Regions from separate parts of the Hordeum vulgare genome. Here region 1 is linked to region 2. The links are chromatin contacts, called in public Hi-C maps. All regions are on one chromosome and are shown on one strand. Each heading gives the region's core, a stretch centred on a gene start, on an enhancer-like site or on the middle of the called end of the contact. The rest is flanking DNA. Distances are from core to core; before and after follow the strand shown.

Region 1 (4,828 bases), core at 1,973-4,472, 880 kb after region 2:
TTGAGGCTTTTGGTAGGATTAGGCTTGGGTTGAGCATCATGAGGAAATTCATTCCAAAGTGTAACTTCGACCCCCTTTAATAGTACGGTGTTCCTATTACTCAAGTGTGAAGAAAACAAAACAGAAAGAGTAAATCCCCATGCTTCAAAGTCTTCAGAATGATTTTCTTCAGGACATACCGAATTCCTCAAATTCAATATCTTCATGAGGAATATCAATTTTATCACAGATTCTTCGCGATTCAATTCTTCAGCTTCAGACCAATTTCTTCAACCGAAGATATATATTTTTAGGGGTCGATATTCATCAAATATTTCAAACTCCTCAGTGGCTTATAGATCCTGTGTACACTCATAAACACATTAGATACTTAACCTATAAGTCTTCAAACCACCAAAATCACTAAGGGGCACTAGATGCACTTACAATTTAAAATTTAGTACTGTTACTCATAATCATTGATTAAAATTGCGCCAGAAAGGATTTAGCGGTAGCCAGATTTGCAGCGACATTGTAGCCTAAGTCGACATGATCTACCGCCGTCTCCTGCGATTTTGTACTGCATGAAAATCGTGTGGCGATTGCAGCCAAATAGCACTCAATTTCAAAATCGCTCTTATGATTAATATAATATCATTACACTTGGAACTTGGAAACATTTCAAAAGCAAAGCACAATGAAATAATTGTGTGGAACGATTTCTTTTTGCAGCGCAGCATCATTTTTCACATAACAGCACAATCGCATAGTACATTGACCAGTTATATGCTGACATATTGTGGCTTCCAAAATGGACCATACTTACAGTGGCATACCATCAGCATATGAAAAGAGGAGGGATACATGTGCTTACTTTGGTTTCCATGTAGCTCCAAAAAAATGTATTGCATGTCGTAGATTTTTAACTGCCATTCTACTCGCAATTCCACAAGACAATCTATGCCTTCTTTCATAGCAATGAACTCTAGAAACTTGACAATCAAAGAGAAGATAATTTTTCATCAAATTTTCCAGCACTGTAATGAGAAGATAATCATCCATTAATTAATAAAAAAATTGAATCTGAATGTACCTCATCAAATGAAGGTGGCTAAAGTGTGGCCACCTAGCATAGATGTTTCACAGACGCAAGGCCTGAAGAACCACAGAAGTCAGAAGCCTGTTGTGTATAATATGTAGGCATGTCTTCTTCTTACTTCAAGAGCCTCTTGACACTGCCCCAAACCCTTTAAGCTACATGAAGCAACCATGATGTATATCTTGCCTTGAGCATAAGCGAATTATATCAACTGAAAAAACTACACACATGGGGTTTCCAATTGCCAAAGCCAAACATACCACTATTTCAGACATAAATGCGGAACATATATTATATGTACGAATGAATTACTATTACTGATGGTCGACAAAGCAAACTGCTCCTAGAACAATTCATACTATGATATTATGGGCATAAAATAAAGCATTTTGAGAAGCATAGAATTGAGCAAAGAGACCGTGAATTTATTTTGGTACCCTTGTTCTCCAGCTATCACTTGAGGCATCAAAATGTTGATGTGTCATCTCGTGTCCGAAGTAGATTTGAATGATAGGATGCCTGAAAACTATGCCAACATTTTTTATATTAGGACCTTCTTTAAGTAGGTAAGTATTTTTCCGATAACAACTTTGATTTAACATAAAATTAATCAACCGGCATGTCAAAAAATAGAGCTATAGAATTCAGTAAAGTATGTACTCTTGTACTCCCGGATCCTTGTGATTAGAAAAGTAAACTTCCAACGATAGCACTGCCTCTCACGTCCTTTAGCAGCGGGACTCCATCGACTAAATCATGCTGATGTAAAAAGAGAAAGTGATTATTACAGGGCAGTTATAGATTAGCCACTAAGAAAAAAGGCAATCACAAAAGGAAAAATAAGTTGGCATATTTGTCCATTGCTTAGCATAAAGGGAGCGCACAAGCAACCATGCATTTTCTATCACTTATAGATAGCTCGGTTCATGTCTAACACAAACCCATCGCCGACCCGACGCACCTTAAGGCAGATCTTGTTCCTTTGTATCTTGACTGATATGTTGCATAAAAGTGTTGTTTACCATCCATACTAATTAGATTTCAATCAAATTCACCATGCAACTAAGCATATACGATCTCTTATTGTCAGTATTTGGTTCTGCAAAAATAGGTTTAACATGTAAGATCAAGGCTGCTTCTCTGCACACAATTTCCTCGGCAAAGACACTAAAACTTTGCATCATTGAAATGGCGCAAGTGACTTGTTTCAGTTCGGGGTCTTGAAAAAAATCAAACCAACGTACCTCTCCCGGCAACAGCCAGCAATGGTAAACATGTACTGCTCGAGCCTGACCAACTTCCCTTGACCCCATTTACTGTCTGCTATCCATGGTGACAAAGGGAAAAAGCTTCCATCGTACTTAGGTGAGCATCCACGGTTAGGTTTCAAGGGGGATAAGACTCAACGTGGGTGGCCACACGGAGTGTGGATCCCAAGCGGCGGTGGGGAGGCGAGCCACTTCGCTGGGGCGTCCGCGGCCACGTTTCTCTTGCATGGGCGACACAGGGGAACGGTGGCTGCCATCACATTCAGCCTCCTCAACCTTGGGGGAGAGAGCGAGTGCTAAATCCGGCCTGTTGGAGCCTCTCTTTTTCGGATGAACTGATTGTTGGTCGCCGCGAAGGCGCCCTCTACCGCTGCGTGAACAGGAGCTTGTCGCCCAACGCCTCGGCCGGTCACCGAAGTCGCCACCGTCGGCGACCACGTCCCTCAGTTTCTCCTTCTCCTTTTCCTTTCTTCTTTTGTGTCCTCTCACGCTCACACCCTACTCCCTATCTTTCTTTGGATGAGGAGGGCGCCGCGGTCAGTGGAGGAAGCCGACAGATCCTTCGATGCCGAGCCCGGATTCGCCCGTCTTCCTCGTCGGCAGATACCGGCGGCCAGCGTACCCACCCAAATATGTCCCCCTTCCACCCTCCATCAACGCCCACGAGCGCAGCAAGGGTGGCCTCCCTTATGTGAGCACGTGCGCACGACGTCCGCCTTCTCGTCCTTCGTTTCAGGGAGGCCGCCATGGATGGCCAAACGCCCCTTGCGTCGACATGGACCTTCCCCCCCCCCCCCCCCCCCCCCTCCCCCCCCCTCCCCCTTCTCTGCCAGTGGATAAGGAGCACGGGCGGAATTATTACAAAACGCAGGGGTTAATTTGCAAAATCGAAACGTTTTTCTAAATCCACTCACATAGGGACTGCAGGTTGAATACATAAAACTGCAGGGACGTTTTTATAAACGTGCCGCAACGGGTTTTTCGACTGAAATAATAGCCGTTTTAGTATTAGAATAAAGATACAAGGACAAGAGCAAGTGTGATTCAAAGGGATAATCATCTCAATCCCGTAGTACAAACTTAGCAGCAATTAATTTGACATGATCCCTCGGCCCCTCCTGTCAGGTATCCCTCGTGTGTTTGCGCCAGAAGTACGCACGAATCTGTGTGACCATTCGTTGTCCCGTCCCTTTCGTCTTCATTCCCCCTTGCAACCTGCACCCCACCAGCAAACCGAGCTCCTTTCCTTTTCCAAATCTCCGTATTAAACTAACAATCTGAAACCCCTAGCCCCAAGAGCAAGAAACCTCTGCTCCTCCCAGCCAGTGGCTTAGCATCAGATTCCCTCTCTCAGCCTCAGGGCACAGCCAAAACAGCAGTGACAGCACAGGGCGGCTGCGAAGCCAGTCCCACTTTTTCTCGATTTATTGCTAGTTTTCTCGCTTCCCCTTTGGTGCTTGTTCTTGTTTAGTTAGTTAACCGCCCGTACCCACCGCCAATCCCCAGGCCGCCGCCTGCTCTTGCCAAACCCCAACCACCCGCAGCAGTCAGCAGGACCCGCTTTCTCCTGCCTATCTTTGTCTCTTCGGCCTTGGGATTGATTGCTAACGGTTCTTGAAAATTCTTCCTGGAAGCAAGCTCTGTTTTAGTTTTCTCATTCTTCTGCTGCCGTCTTGCCAAGTTCGTGGGGTTGGATAACGTTGCTTGCTCTTGCTCTCGAAGGGGAGGAACTTTCCTTCAGGAAGGGATTGAGCAGAGTCTTGGGTTGACCGGGCTTGTCATGGAGCCATTGACTGGGTTCCGGGCCTCTGTCTGGAGCTGCTTCAAGTTTTTGCCCTTCTTCTGTGGCCTTCTTCTCCTGGGGATCATCAAAGGTGATCACAACGCCTGCTCCTGTCTATATTAGTTCCCTTTGCTTCTCTTTGCTGTCCTAAGAAAGTACTATGGATTAGAATTGCATCAGATGATTATTTTCTACAGAACCATGTGATGAAAAATTTACACATCAGTACCTACTTGTCTATGTTTGATGCGTTTATTAGTTTAAAAATGCAGAATGACTGATTAAACAGGTATTTGTCTGAAGTATTTGGGCTTCATTCCATCATGTGGTTGCTTGCTTGTGTTGATCACCCTGTTATCTTGTATCAATAGGCTTTGCTCTTTTACTTTCTTGGAGCATTCCACAATTTCTCATTATAGAATCTACAAGTGAGTACTTTTTGTACAGATTCCATATGTGGGAGTACTTTTTGTTTCATCAGTGATGGAACTAACAGAGTTCATATTTTTAGAAAAGGAACAGAGTTCATATTAGCTGGGTGTAGGCACGTTCTCTGAAATGACACATCAGCTGGCTAGATTCACAGGTCTTCTGTAGACTGTAGTACTCCCTCTGTTCACACATATAAGAATTATTAGAGACTTGTGTGAGGGAGTATAAGATAATGAGTTTTCTTTCTTTTTTCTGAAAACGGTCATG
Region 2 (4,619 bases), core at 423-2,922:
TGAGAAGCCTCTGTACATTCAACAAAAAAAGACATGTAGGCAGAATCTGGTTAAAGATTTACCTACGTGGCTGCATTCATGACAAGACTACATGATAGTTGTTGGCAAGCTCCTCGATAATTTAGGAAAACCTTCTGTGCAAATTCAGCAGTCCAAGGATTTCATTACATTTCCCCGAATTTATAGTTTCTTACACAGAATTTATAGTTTCTTACACCTGCTTGTACATGAGCAGATGGGTCACTTTATTCAAGTTCCATTATATTTGAGACAAGGAAATTGTTTATTGATGCTTCACGAAGAAGCAAAAATAACATGTTCTTTTTATCTCTCAGGGAGAACATTGGCGTTAATTACAACAGCTTGAAGAGTAGGTTATGTATTTTGTTGATTTTACAAATTGATAATTGCTGCATCACGTACTTAAATGTGATCTTAAGTTTGGAATTTGAGTGAAAACTTTTGCTTAAGCACCTTTTGTGGTTTGAGATTTTCTACATCTTTTGCTTCATGCTTGCTTGTTCTGGCTTTTGCACCATCAGTTTTCCTCTCATCATTCGGTTTACTTTCCTTCTATTTTCTCTCTTTACCTATAGCCGATGGTCCTACTCATTTTAGGAGTTGTTGGACACCAGGGCCTTGTAGTGGAGGGGCCGCTAATGATACTGCACTTCAACACCAGGATTAACGGGGATTTCAGCGGCCACCCCGCCATCAGCTCAACACCAACCGCAGCAGCATGATGGGTGGGCGCCGCGGCCTGATGAGGAAAAAGGTGAACTTTCTTTGCATAGTTTAATACTCCATCTGTTCCTAAATATAAGTCTTTGTAGAGATTTCATTAGTGGACTACATACGGATGTATATAGACATACTTTAAAGTATAGATTCAATCATTTTGCTCCGTATGTAGATCCTTAGTGAAATCGCTTAAAAGACTTATATTTAAGAACGGAGGGAGTATTCAACTTGGATGTTGTTTATTGAAGAAAACCCAAAACAACTTGCGCCTTGATTTTTTTGCTTGCTATTGGTGCAAATTTAACATGTTTGTTTTCGGTCTTTTATGGTCGAACCAAGAAGGATTAAGTGTTTTCTCAATTATTTGTTTGGCAGGCCGGACAAGATGTCATTTATGACCTTCATGCTTCAACTCACTTCCTCAACCTGGCTAACCATAGTTTATGGTACCTGTTTTTTTGCTTTGTAGTGAAGCTCCTGTGGTATTTGCTTTGTACTGAAACTCCCGTTGCAACGCACGGGCAATTGTCGTAGTAAAAAGTTACGTTTTGTAGTAATTGTTTAGGTTGCTTACCAACATGTGACATGTGGTATTTGCTTTGTACTGAAACTCTTGTTGCAACGCACGGCAATTGTACTAGTAAAAAGTTACGTTTTGTAGTAATTGTGTAGGTTGCTTACCAACATGTGACAGGTGGTGATTCTTTTTGTTAGTTTAGTGGCAAATCCACGTCCAGACAGAGGGCTAAAATATTCTCTACTATCGCGTCAGGCCCACCTATCAGCGTAAAAGACGTCCTCCAGGCCCGCCTGTCAGCTGCTAAACGCCGAAATTTGAGTACGTGCCCACTGCTGTGAGTGTGAGTAGTACCGGAGATTGAGGAGAAGGAAAGGCACGAGGCCGTCCGTCGGTGGCGGCGTCGCAATCATCCCGCACGCCCCCACGCCACGCCACGCCACACCGTCACCGCCCGCACCAACCCGAGAAAGAACAACACTGGAGGACACCGGCAGCATCAGCAACCCGCTCTCCACCCCCGACAATCCCAAAGCCAAGCAAAGCAACACCAAACCCAAAGCACAAGCACAAGCACAAGCACAAGCTAATCTCGCTCCAGGTTCCACTCTCCACCACGATTCCTCGATTATCTCCCTTCTTCTCCAAGCTTCTAGTCCCCTCTCGCGCTCTCGACTCCGCACCAACCAGCCCAAGCTCGGCCCCTTCGGTGGCGGTTACTACCACTAGTGCCGGTCGGTGGTGGGATGCCCGCCGCTGCGACGGTGGCTGCCGCCCGCTACCGTTTCCTCCCGTCGCCGACTTTCCTCTCGCCAGGCGCAACCCGGTGGTGCCGCCGGTGACCTCATCTCCGCCCCTGCACCACGATGGACCCCACCTCACGCCCCGCCGTCGTCATCGACAATGGCACCGGGTACGCATCTCTGTCCTTCACGCTTACCAGATCTGCGCGTGGGTCGAACGCGCGATGCTGATCCAAGTAACCGTGGCAGCTACACCAAGATGGGATTCGCGGGGAACGTAGAGCCCTGCTTCATCACCCCCACCGCCGTCGCCGTCAACGAGTCCTTCTCCGACCAGACGCGGGCCACCGCCAAGGGGAACTGGCTGGCGCAGCACAGCGCTGGCGTCATGGCCGATCTCGACTTCCTCATAGGGGAGGAGGCTTTAGCCCGGTCACGTTCCAGCAGCACATACAGCTTGAGCTACCCCATTCGCAACGGCCAGGTGGGTGCCGAATGTTGATGTTATGTTTTGAACTCTCATGTGCGTGCGTGATCTTCGTTAACTTGGGCTGAAAATTAACTGCTCAGGTTGACAACTGGGACACCATGGAGAAGTTCTGGCAGCAGTGCATTTTCAATTACCTCAGGTGTGACCCAGAAGATCACTATTTCCTGCTGACCGAGAGCCCACTGACTCCTCCTGAAACCCGGGAGTACACCGGGGAGATCATGTTTGAGACGTTCAATGTGCCTGGTCTGTACATAGCGGTTCAACCCGTCCTTGCCCTAGCCGCAGGATACACAACAACCAAGGTTAGTCGTCAGAGTTTTCTCTTGTGGTTATTGATTGAGCTTTTAGGATTTCCCGAGCCTGGACTCTGAAACTGGCCATTCAGTATACTTTTACTGTTGTATTGCACATTTCCGACGAGCAAGATTTACAGTGGTTCCCTTTTCGATTACCTCGTTTGTTCTGTTCTGTCAATGTAGAATACTCTAGGTTATGCTATGTGATCTCTTGTCTTGGACATTCAACATGTATTGTGTCCTGGGGAAGACTGAGTACCACTAAGACTTCTTTTCATATTAGATTTGTTACGAAAATGCTATTAAGTGGTGCTTTTCCAGTATCACTACTCCCAAATTTCAGCTACGTACTATAGTTTAGTATTGAGCATCTGAAAATTAATTATCTTCTGCTCATGCCTTGTTCGAGTTACAAATAGATACTTAAACCAGGATTTGTACCTTCATGGAATTGTAGGTTATATGCTGTAGAACCATAAGGTCCACAATTACAAAATGTAATGTTAAACTCACTAGTGTGGGGCATGTGAGCCATTGGACCTTCCCGATTAGACGGCTTGCAAGGACTTAAATCCGTGACAACATTTTATTTAGAAAAGGAGGGTATATACCCCCGGCCTCTGCATCTGGGCGATGCATGCAGCCATTTTATTAATTATTCACAATGACCTTACAAAGTATAATACATCAGTAAGTCTGAAGCCACTATCTTCGCAACACCTGTCGCTCCTATCCCCTTGATGAAGGGGTGCCGAATGACCGAGCCTAATACCAAACAGACATCACACCAAAGCCTAACATCTAAAGCCAGTTGCCCTAGCCCAGCCACAATACCGGGACTAGGTCACACCGGTCTGGCGCACTCTCAGAGGCCGCCGCCGCCGTCTTCCACTGATCCATCTCCAGAGCAGGTACTGACGCACCGACCCTGCCAGGGCCGCCTTCGACGCCACCACGGCGGCAAACAACGCCACCATCCTGCATGTATCCATCCACACGCGCCTGTCGCTGAAACTCCACAGCACCATGCCGCCGGGATCCGTTGTCGGCCTTGCGGTAGATGTAGCACCGCTCCTCCTCTTGTCCCCTCCAGCCAGCTCCTGCTCCAAAACGATGCCCCCAGGAGGGAGAACGACACTGAAGGCGCCGTCATCGTCCGATCCGGTAGACCCAGAGCTAGGGTTTTCCCCGGAACATCCCGATCATGTTGACGCAACTTGCAACGACGATGCCTCAATAGGGGAATGACGTCGGAGAAGCCGTCATCTTCCGCTATGACGGAAGTCGGCGCGATTTTTATCGGAAGTAGTGCCACCATGATCTCGCCGTTGATTGGCTCCGAGATCACCCTCGCCATTTAGACGCACGGTGTCGTCAGAAAGCCGGTTGAGGACCTCTGGCCGCCCCAGCCCTATCACGCGCCGTCGGCCGGCAAAAGCCGAACCACGACCAGATCCATGACCGCCTCCGCCGCCATCGCATAGCAGAGGATCCCACCGGAGCACCTCACCAGCCATGGGTTCGCCGGCTGCCGCCGTGGCTGCCGCGCGACGGCGCGAGGACATCCTGCACGTGGCGCCCCGGCCGCCTCATGGGAGATCCGGCGCAACCCTCCTGCCCTAGCCCTTTTGGCGTCGGGGGCCGCCACCACCGCGGCCAGTGACTGCAGCAGCGGCGGCAGGGATCTACCTCGCGGGAGGGCCGGTGGCGTGAAGGAGCTGATCCCCTTGGCGTCGCCCTGGGTGGCGGCGTGAGGGAGTTTTTTTCTATCAAAGAACGAGCAAAATGCAGTGTAGATACCACTGGACCTGGTAATCTGATGGTCCATG

What was found. Hi-C and Micro-C count contacts between places; a contact is called where the count stands out from the background.
Region 1: a contact with region 2 is called in a Hi-C map of leaf, with 4 times the contacts expected there. The contact joins the promoter of LOC123406286 here to the promoter of LOC123402112 in region 2. A contact is called at or near these places in 3 of 6 Hi-C or Micro-C datasets (leaf and seedling).

Annotation. Positions count from the first base shown.
Region 1 is chr6H:334,620,026-334,624,853 of MorexV3_pseudomolecules_assembly, forward strand. It overlaps LOC123406286, which reads left to right and starts at 3,223. Exons shown (of 10, transcript XM_045099774.1): 1 at 3,223-4,220. The coding sequence starts at 4,127.
Region 2 is chr6H:333,746,254-333,750,872 of MorexV3_pseudomolecules_assembly, forward strand. It overlaps LOC123402112 (actin-related protein 3), which reads left to right and starts at 1,673. Exons shown (of 10, transcript XM_045095993.1): 1 at 1,673-2,171; 2 at 2,251-2,485; 3 at 2,572-2,796. The coding sequence starts at 2,125.